Linked DNA regions of Ovis aries: region 2 is linked to region 1. Evidence: chromatin contacts called from public Hi-C data. All regions are on one chromosome and are shown on one strand. The core of a region is the stretch at or near the end of the contact, and the rest is flanking DNA. Distances in the headings are between cores, read along the strand shown. Region 1 overlaps TFEC (transcription factor EC). Region 2 overlaps TFEC (transcription factor EC).

Evidence for each region. Hi-C and Micro-C count contacts between places; a contact is called where the count stands out from the background.
Region 2: a contact with region 1 is called in a Hi-C map of tail adipose tissue, with 2.9 times the contacts expected there. The contact joins two enhancer-like sites. A contact is called at or near these places in 5 of 16 Hi-C or Micro-C datasets (muscle, omental adipose tissue, skin fibroblasts and 1 more).

Annotation. Positions count from the first base shown.
Region 1 is chr4:53,318,880-53,323,196 of ARS-UI_Ramb_v3.0, reverse strand. All of the region lies in intron 1 of TFEC (transcription factor EC), which reads right to left. Among named protein-coding and RNA genes, the nearest start is that of CAV1, 55 kb to the left of the region's middle. Within about 2 kb of position 2,121, at least 8 of the 54 cell types and tissues checked have an H3K27ac peak or open chromatin away from gene starts, as enhancers often do. A contact at or near this core is called in tail adipose tissue, where this site is marked.
Region 2 is chr4:53,749,926-53,754,242 of ARS-UI_Ramb_v3.0, reverse strand. All of the region lies in intron 3 of TFEC (transcription factor EC), which reads right to left. Among named protein-coding and RNA genes, the nearest start is that of TES, 36 kb to the right of the region's middle. Within about 2 kb of position 1,827, at least 17 of the 54 cell types and tissues checked have an H3K27ac peak or open chromatin away from gene starts, as enhancers often do. A contact at or near this core is called in tail adipose tissue, where this site is marked.

The DNA of each region.
Region 1 (4,317 bases), core at 872-3,371:
CAGGAACCATCATCAGTTGGGAGCTATGAGTGATCAATCATGGTCAGTTTAATGCACTTGGGAAAACTCAGGGAAATGGTCCACTAGACACCAGAGAATTATCCTACCCAAGGATCAAGAGAGTAGGCATTTATATTTAATTTCCAATTCTGCTGAAGCCTGCTTCTGGGGCTGGGAGGTGGAAGTGGCAGGTGTTAATTCCCTGGCACTTCCAGTCTGCCCTACTCCTGGGCAGAGCAAGCCAGAGAAGTTTCCACTTTTCCCACCCCAAAAAAAAAAAAAAAAAAGCTTATGCTCTGGACCAAAAAAAAAAAAAAAAAGCAGATACTGGGACTCTACCACCATGAAGGGAAGGGGACTTTGCTGAAGTTCCATAGTCACCTGGATTCCCCTGGGTTAAGATGGACCCAGTCAAGGCATCTCCAAATTCTGTGCAGGGGAAGGCCTCACCTGCAGGGGGTGTTACTCACAGGTGTGGAACAATTCCTCAGGGCTATCCAGGTGACTGGTAATTTCATACTTTCTCATCAATCATTCAGCTGTAGATTCACAAGGTGGTTCCTGGCTCTGCCAAGTTGTCTGGCCAGATAAATAAATGGAAACCAAGATGGGTTAAGATCTGTAGTAAAATAAACCTTGGAGACTCAACCACAATGTCAACTAGATTCGGAGAGAAACTCTATATTCTTCAACTCCAACTAACTGAAGAAACTCAACACCTTTGCCCTAGTCAGCTCCAGGGTTAATTCTATCGAATCTGATAGAGCATCAGAGGCTCCTCTCCATCAAGTGGTGTATGTGAGTCTGGACTAGTTTGTGCAGGAGACTCTTAACTTTCCTCCTGGACCCACAGCGAGACCAGATTTCCCAACCTTTCTTGCAATGGCCATGAGACTCAGATCTGGCATTGAAATGTGGGAAGAAATTATGTGCTCTGTTTCCTGGTCTGAGCTATAAATACTCCTCCATTTTTTAGCTGGATGTCTGTATACTAAGGGCATCTATGAAAACCACATGTTGAAATAAGCGTATCTCTCAGCTTGGGTCCTCCAAAGACTGCAGAGGAAAGCACCATCCCCTACCCCATCCCACTCTCCAGCACTAGTGGGCATTTACATGAGCAAAATCTGAGTTACCAAAATTTCGGGGTTTATCTGTTACAGCAGCTGCACTTGGATTAAACACAGCCACCCACGACAGAGGCTAGGCTCACAGCCAGACTGGTTACTCAGCTGTTGGCTGCCTGCTCCCCTCTCCCTCACAGCTGTGGGGGTCCCAGTATTCTTTCCTGCCCAAGGAGGTAGTTTTAGACATACAGGGTGAGTAAGATGGCTAGGAGACACTGTCTTGGAGATGTTTCTCAAGGCAAAATCTTTCATTTTTGCATGTCTTGTGACAAGAACTTTCCATGGCCATGCAGTGAGTCAGAAGCAAAGCAAAGATTCATGTTCTCATCTGCTAGGGCATCTCCCCACCTCCAGGATGGGCTCTAGGCTCTGTGCTGTGAGATGTGGGGAATCAATCACAATAAGGGTCGGGAAATCAGGATTCTACCTTCTGTCGTAGACCACTGAGAAGACTTTAAGCCCAGCAGCTTCAAATAGTTTAAAATCAGCTGGAAAATCCCTTTTTGGTCTAAATATAGGACCGCTCAATCCTTCTCCCAAGTGACTTTATCCCATTAGTATCTGTACGTAATTAGAAATGCATATTCTCATTGTTTAATCTCTAACCTACATAGTCTGATTCACTTATACAAAGCAGAAAATTGAAAGTTCTACCCTATAGTGTCATCACACTTAGCAGCTAAGTGCTGCCACCAAGATGTACAAGCAAGTTAGTTTAAGAATTGGGGAGGAAACATGTTCTAACAGGATTCTTGAGGCTCTGGACTCTGGGTCTGGTCACCAGGACCAGCTTGTTTCCTCCAGAAAAGAATTCATGAAGTTCCCGCTGTTTTGTGGGTCCTCAGAGAATTTAGGAACGTTTCTTCAGCCCTACTCTGAGAAGAAAGATTTCTCCAGAGCAGTGTAAAAAGCACAAGGCAAAGAATGAGGGAGGAGGCTCATGACATGTAGCAGGCCTCTGTTTGCAGAGAAACAGCTAAGCTGGGAGTGCCTTGCTCAGCCTATATTTAGTTTGTCCAGTGACATCTTTGCACCTCAACACCATCTCTCATGCTAGCAAAGGCCAGAGACCAATCATTTTTCTCATTGTAACAAGGCTGTGACTCACTAGTTCTAAAAAATATATGAGAACAATAAGACCCAAGGGGACAAGAAAATTCAAAAAAATAATAATTAAAAAAACAGTTGAGCATTCCCTGTAGGCTGAATTTAAAAAAAAAAAGATAGTCCTAGAAGTTTTCCAAGAGGCCTCTAGCAAGCTCTTTTATCGTTAGAGGACAAATTCAAACTGCACCACACACTAGTTTATAATTTCCAATGATGTCTGAAAAACATAAGCCTATTTTTATAATGAGTGTTTGCAAAACAAAAAAAACTGTTAGCACCAACCACAGAACAGCACTGTGTCTCACTGCCAATAGTCTTTGAGAGGCTGACTCCAAATGGGAGAGGAGCCACATTCAAGCCAAGTGGTGGCCTGTTTTGGTTTTGTCTTGACCCCCCTAAAAGGTTAAAGACAAACTGAATATTTTTCAGCCAAATCTCTTCTAAATCTATGCATAACTTACTGCAGAGGTTGGCAAACTTTTTCTGGACCAGAGAGTAAATATTTTGAGGCTTTGTAGGACATACGGTCTTTGTCACAACTAGTCAACTTTGCCATTCCACACACTGGCTGTGTTCCAATAAAACTCTATTTTATTGGGAAAAAATAGGCAGCAGGCTGAAGTGAGCCTGTGGCTATAGTTTGCTAATCTCTGACTTAGTGGTCAGAGCCACCATTGATGAGGCCAGACTCACAAATACTACCTAGGGCTTCACCCTGGGTCCTATGGCCAGGTATGTTCCCCCATCCCCACCCCAGTAAGCTGTTTCAAAAACTCTGTCCTGGTCAAGAAAGCCAAGCAAGAGAAAGTGAATCTATCCTTGTTTTTCTATCAGCACCACAATATTATCACTCAAACTCTAACTTTGTAGGAAACAGAAAGTTACTGGAAATCTGAAATGACTATATATTCTTTTAAGTCTGAACCTGAAAAGAGAATGAAATCTCTGGCAACTCCTGCATCCATCAACAGGAATTGGACTCTAAACAAACTAACTTCTATGAGGTTGAGCCTTTGTAAGACCCGACTTTCGAGATAACAAATAGACCAAGTTCCAGGGCCATAATATAAGATTTGGTTTCCAGGAAGGACTGACATCAGAGCTGTGCAAGGAATATTTGTGGCATGAGGCACATGGTTGAGTGGTCCACCCAAGTCTGGTCATTTCTGATTTCATAGTACCTGATTGAGGTTCTTTAGCAAAATAACAAAAAGAATTACCAACCTGATAACAAAATGCAGGCTTATAAATAATTCATTTAAGCAAGTATAACTAATACATTTTTCCCACGGAAGTGGTAAACTCTTACCATCCCAAGTAAAATCTCAAAATCTAGGTCTTGGTTCTGTCTCTTCTCATAAGGCAAAAAGCATGGAGTTGAATGAGCAAAGAGGAGGGCCTTTTTCTTTTTAAGTCAAAATAATTTTTATAAAATAGGAATTATGAAAGAGATCAGGACCTATACTATATATATATATATTATAAGGCTGTAAGGATTCAATGAGTTAATTGATATCAAAATCTCAACACAGTTCTTAAACATTATCTCTTAGCACCAATTATCTTCTTCTTGGCTTCTCAGTTTTGAACTTTAGTACTTTACAAATGGCACTAGTGGTAAAGAACCCGCCTGCCAATACAGAAGAGACATAAGAGATTATGGTTTGATCCCTGGGTCGGGAACATTCCTTGGAGGAGGGCATGGCAACCCACTCCAGTATTCTTACTTGGCGAATTCCCACAGACAGAGGAGCCTGGAGGGCTACAGTCCATGGGATCTCAAAGAGTCAGACACGGCTGAAGCGACTTTCCCACCTTTCAAACACTTAAGCTTTTCCTCCTCTTTTGTGTTCTTTTGTATCAAGTTGCTTTATATATGGCTCTTTCACTGCCTCTCACTCTAGGTTGTGCAGCTGGTACTCGGGCCAGGCTCACGCTTGCCTCCATTAAGGGCTATTGGACAGGTACTGGAGGGTCCAATGCCAAAGAACACACCAACAGACTGAAGATAGTTACATGCAGGATTGCTCAGGACCAAGGAGTTTCCCAGGATATGGGGGTTGCAGTGCTAAGACAGAGACAG
Region 2 (4,317 bases), core at 578-3,077, 430 kb before region 1:
ACAGTTCCATCACTCCAGAGTAAAACCCTATATCCATTAAACCATTTCTTCCCATTTTCACCCCTCCCTAGCCCCTGGACATCTGAATTCTCTATGGCTTTATCCATTCTGGATATTTCATGTAAATAGAATCATACAATATTTGACTTTTCATAGCTGACTTCTTTCACTTAGAATAATGTTTTCAAGGTTCACCACATACATCCACTGTGGTAGGTATAAGTATTTCCATCCTTTTCATGGCCGAAATATTTATATACATACATACATATATATATACACATATTCTTAAAAATGACAGGACACTTTATTTTTCAGCTGTGATACATGGCACATGGGATCTTAGCTTCCCAAAGAGGGACTGAACTTGCACCCCCACAATGGAAGTATGAAATCTTAGTCACTGGACCAGCAGGGAAGTTCTTGAAATATATTTTTTTAATCATAATTTGTTTATCCACTTATCTGTTGATGAATATTTGGACTGTCTCCACCTTTTGACTACTACAAATAGTGCTGCTATGAGCATATGTATCCAAGAACTTATTTTAGTACCTATATTCTGTGTTTTTGTTTTTGTTTTTAGGTGTATACCTAGGAGTTCAATTGCTGGGTCATAAGGTAAGCCTATGTTTAACTTTTTGAGAATTTCCAAACTGGTTTCCATAATGGCGGAACCATTTTGCATTCCTGCCAGCGACGCAGGAAAGTTCCAGTTCTTCCTTGCCAACACTTAGTTTCCATTTATTGTTATTATGATAGCCCCAGGAGATGTGAAGTAGAACCTCATTGTGGTTTTGGTTTATATTCCCCTGATGACTAATGATGTTGAGCATTTTTCATGTGCTTTTTGGCCATCTGTATATCTTCTTTGGAGAATCTATTTATATCCATTTCTTATTTTTTAATTCTTATTTTTTAATTTCTTAATTTTTAATTTGTCTTTTTATTCTGGAGTTGCAACAGTTCTTTATATATTCTGGATACTAGTCCCTTGTCAAATATATTATTCGCAAATATTTTCTCTCATTCTGTGGATTATATCTTCATTTCTTTGAATAATACCCTTTGACACACAAAAGTTTTTAATTGAGATGATTCCAATTTACCTATTTTTTTCTTCTCTTACTCTTTCTTTTGGTGTCATACCTAAGAATCCATTGATAAGTCCAAAGTCAAAAAAATTTATCCCTATGTTTTCCTCTCATAGTTTTATGATTTTTAGTTCTTATATTTAGGTCACTGATCCATGTTGAATTAATTTGTATTTATAGTGCAAGGTAGGAATCCAACTTCATTTTATGAATGTGGATATGCAGACATCATATATTAAAAAGATGAGTCTTCACCCACTGAGCTTTGGCACATTGTTGAAAATCTATTGGCCATAGATGTATGGGTTTAATTTTTAAACACTCAATTCTACTCCATCTGTCTATACTTCTAGGCTTATGCTAATACCACACTGTTTTGATTGCTATAGCTCTGTTGAAGTTTTAAAATTGGGAAATGTGAGTTGTTCAACTTTACTCTCTTTTTTGAGATTGTTTTGGCTATTCAGGGCCCCTTATGATTCCAAATGAATATAAATAATACCATTTCAATGTGTTGAGACTTAAGTCTTTGTTCTTTTATCTTGTGTTCAGCTAGTATTTTGACAGCAATTTCCTTGTTCACTAGGAGCTAACACACACACACACACACACACACACACACACACACACACAAAACCCTCCCAATTTTTAGAGATTGACTCTGTGATGAGTCACTCCCTCAACACTTAGCCAGGCTGTTTACAACTCTGAATTAGACTTCACTTCCTTCTTGCACTGAGACTAGAGGTCAGCCAGAGGTAAAAGCTTAGAGCATTCTATGGTCTTTTCTGAGTATCTGACCTTCCTTGGACAAATATTTGGGTTTCTAAATTCCCAAATATATGTGGATGCTTTTCCAAGCTCTGGTTTCTCAAAAAAAAAAATTATTCCCAGCTTTTCTTTCCAGCCTTGGGACAGTCTGTTGCATCTCAGCCAAAATGTTTAGCCCCAGGTAGCTATGGTTTGTTTGTCACCTTACAATGTTTCAGGGTAATGCTGGCCAGTTTCCTACCCTGAGTGAGCTCCAAGTTAGGCAAAGCAGAAACCTTGCTAGTGTCTCACGCAGCTCCCAGAGAGCTTAGACTAAACAAACATAATATTTTGTCAGTTAGATCTGCTCTGCTCCCTATGCACCAGGGAGTCGCACTCTTACACTGGGTAGGTGGGCTGCCATCTTCAAGAGCACTACAAAGCTGGGGAGGGGTTTGGGCAAGAGGAAGTAAAAATGCCACAGCGCTTTCCTATCATTGTTAAGTCGCCTTCTGTTTTTGATTCAGCATCCACCTGGCTGCTGTAAACCTTTGAGTGTTTTCCAGAATTCTAACAAAGTTGATTCTGCCAGTTTCTGCTTCTTTTCCGTGTTTCTGCAGAGAGATAGGAACTTGGAGCTACAGCTCTGCCATTTTGCTGATATCCTCCAAATTTCTTTTTAAGGCCATGTGAATCTACTCAGAGTGTATTTAGAAGCTCTTGTGATGGTCTGCATCAACAGACTAATTGACACTGGTTAGAAGGCTACTCATAAATTCACTTTCCCAGAAAATAACCTATATGCCAATATACACAAAAATTTTTTGAACAAATTAGGTTTATAGAAATGACTAGAATTTTATTTTAGATGCCTTTGGGTATAAATATTTATCATTTTAAAATATCATGAATAAAAATAGCTCAGTTAAAATCTATTATATGCCTAGTCAGTACACCTCTCTATTAGAAAACTGCCACATACTACTATTAAATGTAAAACTGTTACAGTATAAGGATAATTTGAGGTTTGAAAGATAATCCATCTTCTGTGGTCAAAATTCCATCTTTATATGTCACTAATGTGTTTATAAGTAAAGTACTATTGTTGCTGTTTAGTTGCTAGTTCAGTTCAGTCACTCAGTCATGCCCAACTCTTTGCGACCCTGTGAACCACAGCACGCCAGGCCTCCCTATCCATCACGAACTCCCGGAGTTCGCCCAGACTCACATCCATCAAGTCAGTGATGCCATCCAGCCATCTCATCCTCTGTTGTCCCCTTCTCCTCCTGCCCCCAATCCCTCCCAGCATCAGAGTCTTTTCCAATGAGTCAACTCTTCACATGAGGTGGCCAAAGTACTGGAGTTTCAGCTTTAGCATCATTCCTTCCAAAGAACACCCAGGACTGATCTCTTTTAGAATGGACTGGTTGGATCTCCTTACAGTCCAAGGGAATCTCAAGAGTCTTCTCCAACACCACAGTTCAAAAGCATCAATTCTTCGGCACTCAGCTTTCTTCACAATCCAATTCTCACATCCATACATGACTACTGGAAAAACCGTAGCCTTGACTAGATGGACTTTTGTTTGCAAAGTAATGTCCCTTCTTTTGAATATGCTATCTACATTGGTCATAACTTTCCTTCCAAGGCGTAAGCGTCTTTTAATTTCATGGCTGCAGTCACCATCTGCAGTGATTTTGGAGACCAGAAAAATAAAGTCTGACACTGTTTCCACTGTTTCCCCATCTATTTCCCATGAAGTGATGGGACCAGATGCTTAGTTTTCTGAATGTTGAGCTTTAAGCCAACTTTTTCACTCTCCTTTTTTCACTTTCAACAAGAGGCTTTTTAGTTCCTCTTCACTTTCTGCCATAAGGGTGGTGTCATCTGCATATCTGAGGTTATTGAGATTTCTCCCAGCAATCTTGATTCCAGCTTCTGCTTCTTCCAGCCCAGCATTTCTCATGATGTACTCTGCATAGAAGTTAAATAAGCAAGGTGACAATATACAGCCTTGACGTACTCCTTTTCCTATTTGGAACCAGTCTGTTGTTCCATGTCTAGTTCTAACTCTTGCTTCCTAACCTGCATATAGGTTTTTCAAGAGGCAGGTCAGGTGGTCTGGTATTCCCATCTCTTTCAGAATTTTCCACAGTTTATTGTGATCCACACAGTCAAAGGCTTTGGCATAGTCAATAAAGCAGAAGTAGATGTTTTTCTGGAACTCTCTTGCTTTTTTGATGATCCAGCAGATGTTGGCAATTTGATCTCTGGTTCTTCTGCCTTTTCTAAAACCAGCTTGCACATCTGGAAGTTCACGGTTCACGTATTGCTGAAGCCTGGCTTGGAGAATTTTGAGCATTACTTTACTAGCGTGTGAGATGAAGACATGTCCAAATCTTTAACGACCCCATGGACTGTAGCCCATCAGGCTCCTTTCTCCATGGAATACTGGATACTGAATGGGTTGCCA